Regions from separate parts of the Oryctolagus cuniculus genome. Here region 1 is linked to region 2. A link is a contact called in public Micro-C data. All regions are on one chromosome and are shown on one strand. Each heading gives the region's core, a stretch centred on a gene start, on an enhancer-like site or on the middle of the called end of the contact. The rest is flanking DNA. Distances are from core to core; before and after follow the strand shown. Region 1 holds the start of LOC100346269 (zinc finger protein 585A). Region 2 holds the start of LOC100348058 (zinc finger protein 383).

Evidence for each region. Hi-C and Micro-C count contacts between places; a contact is called where the count stands out from the background.
Region 1: a Micro-C map of ear pinna shows a contact between it and region 2, with 5 times the contacts expected there. The contact joins the promoter of LOC100346269 here to the promoter of LOC100348058 in region 2. A contact is called at or near these places in 2 of 6 Hi-C or Micro-C datasets (ear pinna and an unstated tissue).

What each region holds. Positions count from the first base shown.
Region 1 is chr18:17,185,224-17,191,257 of mOryCun1.1, forward strand. LOC100346269 (zinc finger protein 585A) reads right to left here and starts at 1,727. Exons shown (of 5, transcript XM_070062273.1): 1 at 1,536-1,727.
Region 2 is chr18:16,772,083-16,777,574 of mOryCun1.1, forward strand. LOC100348058 (zinc finger protein 383) reads left to right here and starts at 3,318. Exons shown (of 6, transcript XM_070062320.1): 1 at 3,318-3,458. It overlaps LOC127491346 (a long non-coding RNA gene), which reads right to left. Exons shown (of 3, transcript XR_007919992.2): 2 at 1,129-3,652.

The DNA.
Region 1 (6,034 bases), core at 477-2,976, 410 kb after region 2:
AGTAAAGGGCAGTTATCTCTAGACGATACTCCCTAATAATGTTACAATACACCATAAAAATCAACATGAAGTTATATGCATAATTTTTAATTATGTGACAACAGGCTATTTCTAATTAAAAAATATAGGAGTGGGCATTTGGTGCAGCAATTAAATTGCCACTTGGTACACCTGCATCCCATATCAGAGTGTCTGGGTTGGAGTCGCAGCCCTGCTCCCAATTCCAGATTCAACTAATGAGCACTCCAGGAGGCAGCAGGTGATGGCTCAAGGACTTGGGTCCCTGCAACCCACCTGAGAGCTCTGGGGCTCCCAGCTCCCAGCTGCAGGCATTTGGAAAGAGAACCAGCAGATGAGAGGGTTTTGTTTTTTGTTTTTTTTTTTTTTCTCTGTCTTCTCCCTTTCTGCCTCTCAGATAAAACTAATGAATAATTTGAAAATTTTTTAAATCTAGCAATCACTAGGAAAAAAAAGAGCAGGAAAAAAATCTGGACAAGAAAATGAAAATTCACAGAATAGGAAACAAGTGACAATTAACCTAAAAGATTCCAACTTCACTAACAGCAAAATATATTAGATCAACTAAACCTCACTGCCTCTTAGAACTGTAAAAACTAAAAATGTAGTTGGCAGCCAGGAATTCAAATGTTAGAAAACATCTGGGAAAATGAGCTGCTTTATAAATTGTTGACAGAAGCCTCAATTGTTATATTATCTTTTGAGCTATTTAGTCAGGTCTATTATTTAACAATACACATAATTGTACCTAATAATATACTTTCAAAAATATAAAGCAGAAACGGCCAGAATAAGTGGACATATCACTTAGCCAATGTATTCTACCTTCTTCTGTAATTCAGCAGACAAAATAATCCAAAAGGAGCTAATATTAAATATATGCTTAATATTACTAATTAAATTAATAAGTTTAAAGCATTTAAATTTAAATATATGCTTAATATATAACATACAACAAGGACATACATTGTTTTTAGGCTATAAAGCCATTTTTTCAACTCAAGTATTAGCTAGAGAAATTAACTGGAACAGAAAATGCACTTTTAATAATGGGTCAAAAAAAAAAAACCTTAACACTTTTTAAAGGACAACTTCAATTTGGACAATAAAAAATGCTACACACCAAAGCTTTTCAATCTTTATATTTAAAAAAAAAAAAAACTGAAAACTAAACAGCTTAATTTTCAACTCAGGTTAGAAAACTAGCTGAATACAAATCCCACAGACTCCCCATTACTGACCCTACAGGCCTCATTCATTGACCACCGAATCCCATGACTAACCCCCCACCCCCAAATCCCAACACCTCATCCCTGAAAGCCCCTCACTGTCAAGAGAAAACGCCTGTCACAAACATTAACGGCTGCCAGCCTCTGCCAGCATTTAACTCAGGGACCACCATCACTAACTCCAAGACACCTCTCCCCCACTCCATTACAGACCCCACAGAATCCCTAGTCGCGACCAACCAAAATCGTCTCAGAGACCTCTTGACGTTAAAATATGGAAATGCGTACTCTACTCGGTAGCAGCGAAAAAGCCTTTGAGAACCACTTCCTTTCACGGTCCGCCTTCCAATACCGCCCCTTCCGGCCAGTGGTACCACGCATGCGCGGAATTCCCTTTGCGGTCACGTGGTGCCAACAATCACTATGGCGTAGAAGCGTCGTTAAGAGACATTGTCCCGTTTCCGTAAGGGGCGCCATTGGGTAGAGAACGTGGCGGCGCCCGAACGGAGCCTCTGCGTGTGGGCCGCCATCTTGGAGTTGTATCCGTTCCGTAGAGCGGAAGAACTGAACTCAACAGGATTCACGGAGGGGCAGGGATTGTCATATAGAACGCGGACATGCAGGGAGGGGCACGGTGCTGGAGATAGGATCTGGAGCTCTATTTTATATCTAGGACCGTCAGTCACCAGTTTGGAGCCGGCGCTTTGCGGGAAACAATTATCCGCTGGGAGAAACCACAGGGAAACGCGGCCGGGGGTCGAGGGGGGTTGGAGACAAAGGAAGAAATCGGGGTGGTACAATCCACTTTGAGGAAAACAGGATGGGCAAAACCCCAGCAAGACTAAGACACGCTGGAATGGGCAGTACGCAGCTGAGAGTGTGCTGTAGCCTCTAACGGGAGAAACTACCTTGGAAGATAGGGTGGAAAGCCGCAAAGGGGCGACACGTCAAGGTACCCCTTACTGAAGGGTTGGTGGAGGGGCTACAAGCTTGAATCCCCATCAGTCTCCATTAGCCTCCTCCCTATTGCAAGTTAAAAACTACGTAGGCAGCAATAATTTTAAAAATAACTAAATGGTGTTTCATATGGGCCAGGTGTGGCTAAAAGCACCTAAAGAAAACTTCGATATTTCAACTTACTTATAATTAAAAGTATAAACAATGTCCTTACTACGTAAATGACGCCTTCAGTCCATTCTCTCATTCTTCCCTCAGCTTCTATGTGGAAGCTGTGAAGCAGGTAACATTCCCCTTGCCTCTGCCCACACCACACTTAGTTGTCAAGAGTTCTTTCATCTCTCCTAAACATTCTGCAAAATCCAACCTAAATACTGTTTCTGCCAGGAGCTCCAGCCTGACGGTGGTGAGAGGTTGTGAGAGCTCTTGAAAACATTCAGTCCCCTCCAGGCCAGGGAATTCCCTCTCTGGGTCTCAGCTTAACAACAAAACCCGTTAGAAGGCCAGGCTGCTTGTCCCAGGTTCTTTTTCTTCCTCCAAAGTATACTCTGAGGAAAAATCTGTGAAATCCATTCTTAAACACACATCTCTAATGGAAGCCAAAGAATTACTGTTAATTCTGTCGGTAGTGTGACTTTTGTTATAAAAGGGATGACCTCTTTTATTGATTCATGTGAAAATACTTATGGCCAGAATATTACTAACTGTAAAGACTCCATTGAGTGGGGCATATGAATGAAACAAGAATAACTAAATGTTGAAGAGTAGATGGAGTTCATTGTAATGTTCTCTCTTTACTATTTCTATGAAAATTTCATATAAAAATTCAACTTACAAACTCCACAATCAAAAAATTACAAAAAACAAAACAGGTGGAGAAAGCATTTGAGTCAATTGAAGAAAATAGTTCCTATTACCAAGACCTAGCGGATATGGGTTTGGTTTCCCATGCTCTGAAGATAAACAGACCCTCTTCCTGGACCAGGTACATAGCAATTTAGATAGCCAAGGCCTCAATCTATGTCAATAGATTGACCTACATTATATATTCATTGTAATTTATTAGCATGTTAAATTACATACCAGCCATCATGACAGGAAACATCAGACATATGGAACAGTAGCTAGATTCTGGGACATCTCCGCCCACTTCCTGGAAAAAAAATAAGTATTTCTCCTGCTTATTAGACTATACCTCCCCTTTCATTCAATGACACATGTAATGTTAAACACAGTTTAGAGACAAGGACATTCCTCTCATATGTAGGTTCCACTCTGTCTGCAGTGTGTATCTACTTTCTCAGTAAAACGCTTGCTGCTTGCTATTAACTGTTCTGCAGCTTGTTCTTCAGTTTCTTTTTGAAGCAAAGTTAAGGACCTGGGTATGAGGCATCCGTCTTCTCCAGCAGCATAGCTGCCAAGATTATACAAAACTTTTAATAATTATAGCAATATGTACTGGAACTTCTGGAAGTTTGTGGAAAATGGAATTAAAAGATAAATATAAAAATTGTCAAATTTCTCAAAATTTGTTCCTTCAAGTTCAAGACACTTTAAAAAAAAGATTTATTTATTTATTTATTTATTTGAAAATCAGAGTTACACAGAGAGAAGGAGAGGCAGAGAGAGAGAGAGAGAGAGGGAGGGAGGGAGGAGTCTTCCATCTGCTGGTTCACTCTCCAATTGACAGTGATGGCCGGAGCTGCACCCATCCGAAGCCAGGAACCAGGAGCTTCTTCCAGATCTCCCATGCAGGTGCAGGGGCCCAAGGACTTGGGCCATCTTCTACTGCTTTCCCAGGCCATAACAGAGAGCTGGATCAGAAGTGGGGCAACTGGGACTCGAACTGGCGCCGTAAGGGATGCCGGCACTGCAGGTGGCAGCTTGACCCACCACACCACAGCACTGGCCCCTCAAGACACTTTTCTAAGTGATGCTACCAGCCATTTGGTCCATGCCTAAATACTGAGGGTTCTAAGAATTCAACCATGTCACTACAGCTTTTTTTTTTTTTTTTTACAGTATGCGCTAAAGAAAAATGGTACTAATTCAAAAGTTTTTGTTTCGAAGAGATTCATTTTATTTATTTGAAAGGCAGAGTTAGAGAGAGGGAGAGATCTTGTGTCTACTGGTTCACTCCCCAAATGGCCACTACAGCTGGGGCCAGGCCAAGCTGAAGCCAGGAACCTAGAACTCCATCAGGGCCTCCCATGTGGGTGCAGGGGCCCAAACACTTGGGCCATCTTCTGCTTTCCCAGGCACATTAGCAGGGAGCTGGATTGGAAGTAGAGCAGCCAGCACTCGAACTAGTGCCCACATGGGATGGCAGCATTAACTCATTAAGCCACATGCTGGCCCCTCTCTAAGAGCAAGAAACAGGGGGCCAATGCCGAAGCTCAGTTTGTTAATGTCCCTGCCTGCAGTGCCAGCATCCCATATGGGCGCCAATTCGAGTGCCAGCTGTCCCACTTCCGATCCTTGCTAATGCACCTGGGAAAGCAGCGGAGAATGGCCAAGTACTTGGGCCTCTGTACCCACATGGGCGACCTGGAAGAAGCTCATGGTTTCTGACCCAGCTCCAGCCCTTGAGGCCATTTGGGTAGTGAACCAGTGGATGGAAGACCTCTCTCTGTGTCATTACCTTTCTCTGTAACTCTTTCAAATAAATAAAAAATAAATGTTTAGAAAAAAGACCAGGAAACAAAAAGCTAAGCAACCAAATCAGAACTGTAAGGTGACTGCTTAATGATTCTCCATCAAATTGCTGATGAAGCATGAGCAGGAGCATTGTCCTGTAGTGAAGGATTCCTTGGCATTTTTCTGTTTATGCTAACTTTCTCAAAATGATCATGATCAGCAAGTGCTATCATTCTTCGGGCTTTCAGACACTTAATCAGAAAATGCCTGAGCACCCCAAAAAACTGTTGCCAACTTGCTCAACTCTCAGATATAACCTTGGAAAAGTAAGTGTGTGTACACAGAAGGTAAAGAGTAGGTTAAGTCAATGTTTCTAAAAGGTTGCAACTTGAAAGCTTGTCAAAAATACATGTGGCACTTCACATAAAGTACTATTTCAGATCAATGGAATCAAAATAACGAGTACTCAAACAATATATTTCACTTTGTGTTTCTATGGGGGTGCAAACTGTTGAAATCCTTACTTAATGCATACTAAACTGATCCTCTGTAAAAAAAAAAAAAAATTATCAATTCCCAACTTGACTCTCACTGGGATTAAACATGACAATAGGTCTGCTCTGATTTCATCATCATTTAAAAAAATCATCTATTATTTTTCACTTTATGTTTCTGTGTGGGAGCAAACTGTTGAAATCCATACTTAATGTATACTAAGCTGATCTTCTGTATATTAAGATAATTGAAAATGAATCTTGATGTGAATGGAAGGGGAGAGGGAGTGGGAAAGGGGAGGGTTGTGGGTGGGAAGGACAGTATGGGGGGGAAGCCATTGTAATCCATAAGTCGTACTTTGGAAATTTATATTCATCAAATAAAAGTTTAAAAAAAATTGGAAAAAAAATCAAAAACAACCTTGGCTTTAGGAAAAATTCCTATTGATTGTGATGCAGTCTGAAGTTATGTTTGCCTTTGTACTTAGTATTTTTCTGAATAACTTAGTGTTAACTACAAGGTGATTCCATCTGCTTTTCCTATCTAGCATTTCCCTGAATGATTCTCCCTCCCTAGTTCACTGTACTCTGTCCCAAGAGCAGACAAAGTGTTTCTTTACATCAGTGATTTTCACTGCCATTCTCTCAACCAGTTAACTCTCAATGTAAATAGAATTACAAGATACTAAAAAGTACTGC
Region 2 (5,492 bases), core at 2,068-4,567:
CAAAGAGCCATCTGCACTCGCATGTGTACTGCAGCAGTACTCACAGTACCAACATACACAATCAACCCAGATGTCCGCTGACACGTGGATCTCTATAAAGATGCGGTGTGACATGTGTGATGATGTGTAGATACGCAGAATGAAATACCATGTATCCATTGAAAGAATGGAATATGAAATTGTGGGGCAGGCATTTGGCATAACAGCTTCAGTTGCCACTTGCAATGCCTGCATCTGCTTTTGTAGTCTGTGGCCACTCCACTTCTGATCCAGCTTTCTGCTAATATGGGAGGCAGCAGAAGACGGCTCAAGCACTTGAGTCCCTGTAGACACTTGGGAGACCTGGACTGAGTTCTGGCTTCTGACTTTGGCCTGGCTATTGTGTGGACATTTGTGGAGTGAACCAGTGAATGAAGATCTCTTTCTGTCTTTTTGTTCTCTCTCCTCTCTCTGTGTCTTTCAAGTAAAATGAAAATAAGTGAAAAACTTTTAAAAAGACTGAAATTCTGTCACTTGCAATTACATGGATGGAGCCAGAGGACACTGTTAACTGAAATGAGCCAGGCACAGAAAGACAAATACTGCATGTTCTCACATGTGAATGTCAAAAAGCTGACCTCAGAGAAGGCAGAGCGTGGGAAGGGTGGAGGTGTGGGGACAACGGAGAGAGGATGACTAACAAGTACACCAGTATTGTTGGATAGGAGGGATAACGTCTGATATTCAATACACAGTAGGATAACTGGCTGAAAACAATTGAATATTTCAAAACAGCTAGTAGAGAGGGCTCTGAGTATTCCTAACACAATATGTAAAATTACTCTGATTGGTGCACACTGTATACATGTACTGAAATGTCACAACGTACCCTATAATAGATACAACTACTACATGTTAATTGTAAGTGAAAATATATTTATTTTAGAAGATTGAACTTTGCACCTGAGGGCCACACAGAACAGCTTGAAGAACCAGGGGCTGTCTCTCTTTAGGGGCCCAGAGCAGCTGATGCTGCCTCGCCCTGCCCCAAACGGAGATTATGTCCGGCTTAGCGATGGAAAGGTCGGTTTTTGCGGAAAATAAAAGATCAAGCTTAAAGTATTCTAGAAATCAAGTCCAGTTCCTTACCAGGGGAGCAACTGCAGGAATAACGAATGCTGAGATATTCTGAAGAAGGGGGACGAAAGACAAGGAAGGAACAAGGAGGACTTTAGCAGCAGAAGTATGCATGAGGTCAGCAGTTCCAGAAGAGAGATGCTGTGATATGCAGGTAGATAGCTCACTCAGATCGCGTTAGTGATTCCTCTTTCACCACCTCTAGAAGTAGTTCTGTTTGCATAAAGTCATGTTTATCACTGAGTAACAGATTCTCCTTGGGTAATTATGTCCCCCGCTAGGGAGCTTTGGAGATGCGTGGTATCAAGTTTTGGTTGTTACAGTGATGGAAACATGCCAATAGAATTTATTGTCTAAGGGCCAGACATACTGGTTTATAATCTTACAATGCCAGGACAGTCCCAGGCAACAAAGAACACCTTGTTAGAAACTGTTCCTTTGTAAAACATATCAGCTAATGTCACAAATACTTTTCCTTATCAAGAGAAATTCCTTGGCTAATTATTTCATATAATTATCAAAAAAGAACTGCAAAAACTCTTGGCCCAAGTGACTATCTAAAAGCCTGCAATAAGACTTGACCCGGGCATTGTGGTGTAGCCAGTAAAGCCACCACCTGTGATGCCAGCATCCCATATGGGCACCGGTTCGAGTCCTGGCTGCTCTGCTTCCAATCCAGCTCCCTGCTATTGGCCTGGAGAAAGCAGCAGAGCATGGCCCGAGTACTAGGGCCCCTGCACCCGTGTGGGGAGACCCAGAAGCTCCTGGCTTCTAGCTCAGCCCCACCAATTCGGCCATTTGGGAAGTGAACCAGCAGATGGAAGATCTCTCCCTGTCTCTCCCTCTCTCTGACTTTCAAATAAATAAGTAAAGGTTTAAAAGATACACTTGACCAAACTCTAGCAAGGCTTCTTAGCTCGAGGCTGTGTCCCTAGTATGACCCTAGCCCCCTTTAAAATGCCTGTAAAAGAAACTGCTGAGAAGGTACTGTTTGTTCCAGCCGAAACCTGCAGATAAGCTTGGCTAAGCTTGGCGCAGTTATTTTTGAAGGCTTACAACTTGAAATCCTTTCTTTGCCCCTGAGATGTAAAATCTACCACCCAGAACTGTCTCAAAGGCCCGGGATCCACACCTTTAATGTGTAAGTATTCAAGGTGCTAGCTCCTGCTGTGGTTTCCCGGATCCTGTAGGAGGCTAAAGGGGTGCTTTTGGTGGGTGTCTCGCCCGACCTTGCACAACTAGCTCCTTCGAAAAGATTATGAGAACTTTGTTTTCTGGATGAGCACCAGGCAGTGGAAAAGAAAACCCAGTGATGGCTTAGTCACGTGGATCGCTCTCCTGCTTAACATCTTTCATTGTCTTTCCTTCAGTCCACCACAGCATTAAAAATCCTTCCTGCCAGGGGCTCACGTTTCGACGTGTTGATAACACACACCTGTATGCCGGGGTCCTGTAACAAACCCCAGCTGCCTGCCTCCAGCCCCGGACTTAACTTCCAGCTAATGGAGAACCTGGGAGGCAGCAAGGATGGCTCAAGTGACAGGGTTCCTGCCCCTCACGAGGGAGAACTGGCTTGAGTTCCCAGCTCGTCTTCCACCAGGCCATATAAATGCTCAAATTATGAGAGTTCAGGTTGTATTTAAAAGCCACAGATGCACTCTCTTCCCACAACCCTAGCTGGTCGCTACCACGTGCACAGGCCTCAGCCCCAGGGCGCGCCGATCCTCGGATCCCACTGCTCCGCAGCCCTAGGCCACCGAGAACTTGGAACCGTGCCTGCGGGAGCTCCACGAGCCCGTTGTCTGGTCCGGAGACCACGGGGTTCCTGCGCGAGGCACGCCGGCCGCGGAGGCCTCCGGGAAATGTAGTCCAGCACGGGAGTAGAGGGAGGCCCGGAGCTGCGTTACCGAGCCCTTTTATGCCACACATCTAAGCCTGAAGCTGGCCCTCCTCCTGGCCCCGAACTGAAACGCTTCGGAAGTTTCTGAGGGCCCCAGCCTGGTTTAATCAAAGGGCTCCGTTCGAGAGCGCGCGTCATAATCACACCTACGCTTTTATCTTCCTCCGGAGAGGGCCTTCTCGTGGTCACAAAAGCAAATTCCTTCGGACATAGCGGTTCTCGCGGGGAGTTGATGAGATCAGCACAGCCTTCTGGGAAATGTAGTCCAGCCTGGCGCCCACAAACATGGCGAAACGGCCTGGAGGGAGGTTGTTCTGAATCATCTCAGCGCCCTACCTGACTTAACCAGTGCTTGCCCAGGCGCTACCTGCGACCTGGGAGTGCTCCTTCGTGCTCGAAGTGCGCAGACACATCGGGTCGCACTTTGTGCTTTTGTGCAGAGGTGGGTCTGGCCGTGGGTTCCCGGCGGTTTGGAGTGGGGGGAGCTACGGCCTGCGCGTCCTGGGCGCTGGCCGGCCTGGTGGCTGTGGGGGAAGGACCGGGATTCCGGGGCCGGGCTCGAGGTGCGCGGAGACGTCTTCCGAGGGGATTTCGGCCGTGTGGCGGAGTGAGTGACACGCCGCGTGGAAGATGTGCCTGTGGGAGAGAGCGAAAGAGCGCGGTCATCGTCCGAGTGGGGGCGGCGGGGATTCTTGGCCTGCGAGCCTGCCTTCGACCGTGAAATGTTGAAAATAGGGTGCTTGTTCTGAACCTCGATTTACTCCAAAATTTGGGGCGGCGGGGGCTAGGGGGACGGAGTGTTAAATAATTGGTGTGATAAATACTGTAAAACGGGATTGGGGTTTCTGTATAAAAAATGAATTTGTTATTGTATAGCATTCCAAATCAGTGTGACTTTTTAAATCTATACACAAAGGAATAGTTTAGACGAACTTATTTTTATGGGACTCCTGCTTCTTTGTCAGATCTTCAGACGCAAACAGGAGATTTGAGAAGCCCAGGCTTAAGGAATAATTTATGAGGCAATGTTGGCTCCCGTACAGAGATCAGAATTTGGGGTTCAGGATTGTGGGTGAGGCGCTGTAACTCCAGGTTCCGAAGAAAAAAAATGTTGGCCCAGAAAAGTCTTGGAGCCTGTTAAAGGCTGCACCTGGGGACCACAGCCAGTTTCCTCACAATGCCACAATGTCTTTGTGATGTAATTAAAGCATTTTGCTTTTCTCAAAGGTCCTTTCTCTGGCTATTTCACAAAATTAACCTTGCACATAAATTTAAATGAGGAAATTGTTAAGAAATTGGTTACAAAATTAAGATGTATAATTGTGAAAAATTAGCTACTAAAAGATGTAATGAAAGAAAATAGAATTAACAATAGCAACAAATCTGCTAAGCTAGCTTGAAGTGGAGTTAAGAAATGTGCAAAACCTTCATGACGGTATCACTAGTAAATTTCAACAAATGGGAAAAAAAATGCCATTATCTTGGAAAGGAAAATCCATTTCATAAAGATAGCCGTTGTCCCTAAGTTATTGCATTAATTTGATGAAATTTTAATAAAAATACCAGGGGTTTTTTAAAAATTATGTAAAATGATTTTAGAATTCATATTGGAAAAGAAACATTTGAGAATAAACATTGAGCTCTGAAAAAATAAGTCAAATGAGGGTGTACTAATCCCAATTAAAAGAATGTAATACTGTCGCATGAACAGATCAGTGGAACAGAATGGACAAGCTATAGTTTATAGAATGAGATCCAAAAATGTAAGGAAATTTGGTGTATATTGAATATGGCAGCTCAGGAAGATTAGCAGTTTCAATGATGAGCATGGGACATCTGGATAACCATTGTTGAAACAACAGAGGAGGGATCTTCCAAAAAAAAAATTCATGGGAAATTTGTGTTATTAAGCTATGCGTGGATTTCAAAAACTTTGTTACACTGACATAATCTTATCTTTTAATTCCATTTTCCATGAGGTTTTTGCAGTACCCCGATATATATGTGGGCCTATTTCTGGACTCTGTTTCCTATTGATCTGATATTCATGGGCCTTAGGACCTGGAATTAACAGGGAGATCAGGGTTTCAGGGTTTTCCTTTGTATTTGTGTGAGATGGCGAATTCACAGAGAAGCTGCTTGGGGCAGTGCGGGGGTTCTCTGCGGCGAGTGGCATGCTGAGATGGCCGTCTCCATTGGCCTGGAGAGAGTGGCTTTGTGGGGTGAGGGTGGAATGGGGCCATCCTTTGATATGGATGATGGTGTGGCATAGGGGGAGCTCTTGAGACCACTGGTCTACAGGATGGAGGTGACAGCTAATATAGCTTAACCCTGAGCCACTGCTCTGGTCCTGGGCTAGAATATGAGAACTGGAGACTGCACCTGAGTCACCAGGAATAGGAATTTCCTTGTAGTGGCTCCTTTTGGGGACTCTGTGGCAAAAATGACACTTTCTAGAAGCCCCACCAGCCAAATA